2 separate regions of the Sus scrofa genome follow, and region 1 is linked to region 2. Evidence: chromatin contacts called from public Hi-C data. All regions are on one chromosome and are shown on one strand. The core of a region is the stretch at or near the end of the contact, and the rest is flanking DNA. Distances in the headings are between cores, read along the strand shown.

Evidence for each region. Hi-C and Micro-C count contacts between places; a contact is called where the count stands out from the background.
Region 1: a contact with region 2 is called in a Hi-C map of liver, with 1.6 times the contacts expected there. The contact joins two enhancer-like sites. A contact is called at or near these places in 1 of 47 Hi-C or Micro-C datasets (liver) and 1 of 2 datasets of contacts at active chromatin or transcription factors (alveolar macrophages).

What each region holds. Positions count from the first base shown.
Region 1 is chr7:114,196,418-114,199,287 of Sscrofa11.1, reverse strand. The region is part of intron 2 of LGMN (legumain); the gene reads left to right. Among named protein-coding and RNA genes, the nearest start is that of LGMN, 12 kb to the left of the region's middle. Within about 2 kb of position 1,542, at least 38 of the 83 cell types and tissues checked have an H3K27ac peak or open chromatin away from gene starts, as enhancers often do. A contact at or near this core is called in alveolar macrophages and liver, where this site is marked.
Region 2 is chr7:114,058,070-114,060,769 of Sscrofa11.1, reverse strand. All of the region lies in intron 1 of RIN3 (ras and Rab interactor 3), which reads right to left. Among named protein-coding and RNA genes, the nearest start is that of RIN3, 24 kb to the right of the region's middle. Within about 2 kb of position 1,354, at least 36 of the 83 cell types and tissues checked have an H3K27ac peak or open chromatin away from gene starts, as enhancers often do. A contact at or near this core is called in alveolar macrophages and liver, where this site is marked.

The DNA.
Region 1 (2,870 bases), core at 293-2,792, 140 kb before region 2:
AGGAACTCCGAAATGGTACAGCCATTTTGGCAAACGGTTTGGCAGTTCCTCAGAATGACGCGTAGGGGGGTCACCTCAGTCTGATGCAGGGGTGCTCAGCCTCACTGATACTTGTGGCCAGGTCATCGTTTGTCATGGGAGGGGCTGTCCTGCACTTCGTAGGATGTTCAGCAGCCTCCGTGACCTCTAGCCACTAGACACCAGGAGGGTTACCCCCCCCATTGTAACAACCAACGTTGTCTCCAGCCTTTGCCAAGTGTCCCCAGTTGAGACCTACCGGTCCAACGCCTTCATTTTATAAATAAGGAAACTGAAGAATTCCTGTAGTGGCTCAGCAGTAACGAACCCAACTAGTATCCATGAGGACGTGGGTTCAGTCCCCGGCCTCGCTCAGGGGGTTAAGGATCTGGCGTTGCCGTGAGCTGTGGTGTAGGTCGGAGACGCAGTTCAGATCCTGTGTGGCTGTGGCTGTGGCTGTGGCATAGGCCAGCAGCAACAGCTCCCATCCAGGCCCCAGCCTGGGAACCTACATATGCCATGGGTGTGGCTGTAAAAGGAAAAAAAGTTACGAAAATGCAGTGTGCATCCACCATTACCATGCGTTTGGTTCAGACTGGTCACATTTGAAGTGCTCATCACCAGGGTGGCCCGGGGCTGCCCTGCTGGTCTGTGCCGCTCGGGTCTAGCATCGGTGCCCCGACAGCTTGGTAGGGCTGCCTCCCGTGCGTTTCCCGAGGTGTCAGCTTTCGTATCTGTTCAGTAGGGGTTGGTTTAGATGAACTTCCTACCAGTCTGTAGCTGGATTATTGAATGATGGATTTCTTGAATGGTTTTTGTATGTTAGCTGAATAGGAAATTTGGCTTGATTGGAAGGTTGTTATCATGGCAGAATGATCCCTTTTCCTTTTAATATTTAGCCTGGACCTGCCCCAGTTAAAGAGGAGCAACCTGATACTAACTGCCCAGGTCAGCTTCTCCTTCTCCTCTCACCATGCGTTAGAAAAGATGGGGTATCAAATACAGGTCATGGACAGTGGATGGGCTGTTTCATCAGCCACCCTGGTTTTGATACAACCATTTAAAAATACATTAATTAAACATTTTTAAGAAGAGGAATCTGATTACCCTTTGCTCCCAGAAAACTTTTGTGTGTGTTGCTAGGTTCCTTGGGTAAAATACTCAGTATCAAAATGGAATGAAGGTGGAGTTCTTGCTGTGGCTCAGCGGTAATGATCCCGAGCAGTATCTGTAAGGGTGTGGGTTCAATCCCTGGCCTCGCTTAGTAGGTTAAGGATCCAGGATTTCCGTGAGCTGTGGTGTAGGTCACGGACGTGGCTCAGATCTCGCATTGCTGTGGCGCTGGCGTAGGCTGGCAGCTGTAGCTCTGATTAGACCCCTAGCCTGGGAACCTCTGTATGCCGTGGTTGCGGCCCTAAAAAAGACGAAAAAAAAAAAAAGGAATGAGGGCAGCAGAATGGAATGAAGGCTGAACTCTTCATCCCCACTGAGGGCGGATGTTGGCACCGAGGCAGTCTGTGCAGAGGAAATGTGGATGCTGAGTCATCGCTGGGTCAGCCCATGTCCCTGCCGGCCGGGGTGTCTTCTCAGCCAGCTGCCAACATTTGCTCTCTTGACGGAGGCTGAGCATTCAGAGAGCATTTGAAAGAACTTTCCCAGTGGAAGTAGAACCTACACATACTTTTAAACTTAACATTTTTATAGAAGTTTACATTATCCTTGGGTTAACATAGCACTCGTTATCACAAATTTCTTTAGGGAGGATTAATATACCAAGCACGGAGTTCTCGTTGTGGCTCAATGGGTTAAGAACCGGACTAGTATACACAAGGATGAGGCTTTGATCCCTGGCCTTGCTCCGTGGGTTAACCATGTGGCATTGCTTTTTGATCCCTGGCCTTGCTCCGTGGGTTAACCGTCTGGCATTGCCAAAAGCTGCAGTGTCGCTCACAGACGTGGCTGGGATCTGGCATTGCTGTGGCTGTGGTGTTGGCGGGCAGCTGCAGCTCTGATTTGACCCCTAGCCTGGGAACCTCCATATGCTGCAGGTGTGGTCCCCGTCCCCCTCAAAAATACACCAGGCTCAGTCAAATCATTGCAGAGTGCTTTTCTGCGCTTGAAGATGGTTATTTATACCGCGTTAGTTAAACCGAACGGATTTCTCTGTTTTCCATTTCGGGTTGGGATCCTGGGATCAGTGGGTGACAGAGCGGGAGCTGGTCTAGGGTGATGCTGGTGGGACAGGCTGGGAAAGGCCTTGAGGACAGGTTCCTGCAGTGGCGGGGCAGACCCAGACGGCAGCGCGTGGAGGGCAGAGAGAGGTCCCGCAGTGCAAGCTGCACTTGGGGACGGCTGTGTGGTCCAGCCTTCCAACAGGCTTGGAGGGATGCAGAATGAGCACCTCGGTCACCAGGGGAGGAGTGGACGGGAGGAGGGTTTCTTTCAAAGCCGAGATTTGAGCCCATGGAGAAGGAAACTCTTAGGCCCAGCTGGGGCAGAGAGGTGGTGGTGAAGTAGATTGAACGTCAAGGTCGCTGTTGCACAGGCCGTGGGGAGGACGTTCAGGATGCCGGGAGCTGGGAGGAGAGGCAGATGGGAGCCGGGTGTCACTAGGAGGAGGGCGTGAGGGGGAGGCTTGAGGTCCTTGCTGCCCGTGGGGCTCTGAAGGAGAAGGTGGTTTGGCGTTTTGGCAGAGTTACTACATTTCTGAAAGATCACCTTTAATTTTATGTATTTTAAAAGTGTGTGCAGTTACCATTTTTTGCAGGCAGTATTACTGAGGTATAATTTTGCATGTCGTACAATTCACCTGTCCTATAATTTGGTGATTATTTATTTATTTATTTATTTAT
Region 2 (2,700 bases), core at 105-2,604:
AAGTCCAAGCTATCTATTTTTCTCTTTTGTTGCTTTGTATTTTTTGTTTTATATATATATATATATTTGCTTTGTACTTTTGGTTTCATATATATATATAATTATTTTCTTTGGCCATGTCTGTGGCATGTGGAGGTTCCTGGGCCAGGGCTCAAAGCTGCGCCACAGCAATCCAACCTGCTGCAGTGACAATGCTGGGTCCTTAATCCACTGTGCCACAAGTGAAGTCCACTTTTGGTGTTCTATTTAAGAAACCATTGCCTGATCCAAGATCGTGAAGATTTACCCCTACTTTCTTCTTAGACTTTAATAGTTTTACATTTTACATGTAGGTCTTTGTTCCATTTTTGAATTAATTTTTCTGTATGGTGTGAGGTAGGGTCCAACCTCACTCTTTTACATTTGGATATCCTGTCGCCCCAGCACCATCTGTTGAAAAGATTATGCTTTCCCCTAGGGAAGTTTCTTCATATCCTTGTTGAAAAATCAATTGACTAAATGATGGAGTGGTTTTGAGCCCCCTCATTACACTAGTTTTATTCTCTGAGTGTGCTGAGTATCCTTTTGTGTTTGCACCTCTGAAATGCAGAGTCTCAAGCAGGGAGATGATTCCCTGGATGTGCCCTGAGCAGCTCAGAAAAGAGCATGACCATCACCTCCCTCAATCTAGATTTTCTACTCCTGTTAACATGATCTAAAACAGCATCAGCTTTTCTGCAGCTACATATACAACACTCTTGGGGAATTACAGGAAACTTTTTAGATTCTGAGGTTGGGATCACCTTGTGGAAAGGAAGGGAGATAAGAGTTTATGAGATGAGTAGTGACCTGCAAAAGCTGTATTCATCAGGAGAATGGGTATAATATAAAGGAAATGGCCCGGAGTTCAAAAGCAGGGGACCATGGTCTGGTTGTGTTGTTCACTCACAACTTCAGGCAACTCCCTTCCCCTCTCTAGGTTCAGCAGCCTCTTCAGGAAAATGAGAAGATGGGACTAGATGGGGAATGGAAAGGCTGGATTTCCCTGTGAACCCCTGTTGACATGCAACAGCTGCCTGGATGGTTCTGCTAAAGGCTCAGCAGAGAAAGACGGCTGGGATCTCCTAGTGATGTCTGCCACGGGCTCCACGTGCATTGCCTGAACACAGACGAGACCTAGGGCTAAGGGTCCTTCTAGCACTCTGCACTCCATGATTCTGTGACTCAGCCGACCCTTGGCCTGGTGCCAACAGAAGGCTCTCTGCCAAGCCAGGCTGGCTCTGCCCCAGCAGACAGCCTGAGGGAAGGCAGGCAGGCAGGCCAGCTTCTCTGTGGCGTCCTCTCTGCCAAATGCTCTTTCCTGGACGTGTGGAAGCTGAGCTGCAGCTGCCGCCCAATTCCACTGTTGGCCCAGCCTCTGGAGGACACAGGACCTGAATGACAGCTCCAGGCTGACAATGGAGGTCACGTGGAGATGGAAGAGAGGCGGCTGGTTTCAGCATTAGCATCTCTCACATGGACAGTGTGCCAGTGCTCGGCAAATGCTTCCAGCCCAGTGCCCCAGGCCAAACAATTGCACGAGACCTGGGGGTGCCAGCAGCTCCAAGGGCAGCGCTGGGAACACTCTTGTGAGAAAGCTGCCTGGGTGTCTCCTCACCCAGAGACCAAAAGGCCTCCCAAGATGAGGTGGGGCACAGGGTGCAGCCCAAGCCCCCAGCCCTGGGTGGGTCAGCCCCAAAGATGCCAGGACAGGGCCTGCAGGGCCCCTGCCCACAGCCTCACGAAGGGGAAGTCAGCTCACGCAGGTCTTCCGGACCCCGGAAGCGCGGAGAGCAGGTCTGGCTGTCTCGGTTCACACGTCACAGCCCACATCAAAGGGTCGAGCAGGTCAAAGGCCTTCAAACTTTCCACACCTGTGTGCTGCAGCCCTTCTGCCACTTGGCCGCTGCCAGGCACTGCCTGGTTCCCAGCCCTGCCTGCCAGCCGCTCTGCTGTCCACCTGCCCACCGGGGCCCAGGTGGAGCCCGGGGGGAGGCACCTGGCTTCAGGGCTGAGGCCTTTCTGGTGGTGGCTCCCAGACTTTGTTTCTCAGATGCTCTGCCTGCCAGCTCGCAGCATCCCTCGGCCTGGCCTCTGGAAGCCCATGGCCTTCCCGGTACTGGCGCTGAGTTCGCTCCCCCTTCCTTTGTAACCGGCTCTGGCTCACAGATCCAGCCCCTTTCCCTACCCCAGCCAGGCCCTCGAACCCGGCCTAGCCCAACTTGGCCTCTCGTTCTGCTCATCCCTCCCGCCCAGTGCCAGGCTTAGGCAAGGACTGTGTTCTCCCATCCGGACTAGGTTCGTGGGCGATGGTACCAATTCTGTCCCTGGCGCTGTGTGCAATTAGGCCTTGAGCGGTGCGTCGACTAGCAGTTTAAGTGTGGGCTCGGGAACCAGACCGCCTGGGTTAGATCCCAGCTTGGTGGTTTTGGCAAGTGGCTAGATCTCTCTCTGCCTCCGTTTCCTCACATTTAAAATGGGCAACAGAAGCATTACTACCTCAAGGACTTGCTGGAAGAGTTCAAAATAGCTCCCGGCATCGAGCAAACATTCAAAGGTGTTATTTATCCTGCATTCATTGGCCAGTATTGTGTGAACATCTACTATGGACCAAAACTTTTCTAGACATCCAAAGACTACTTTTAATAGTCGTCCTATAGATGAAAAAGCATGACAGGAACT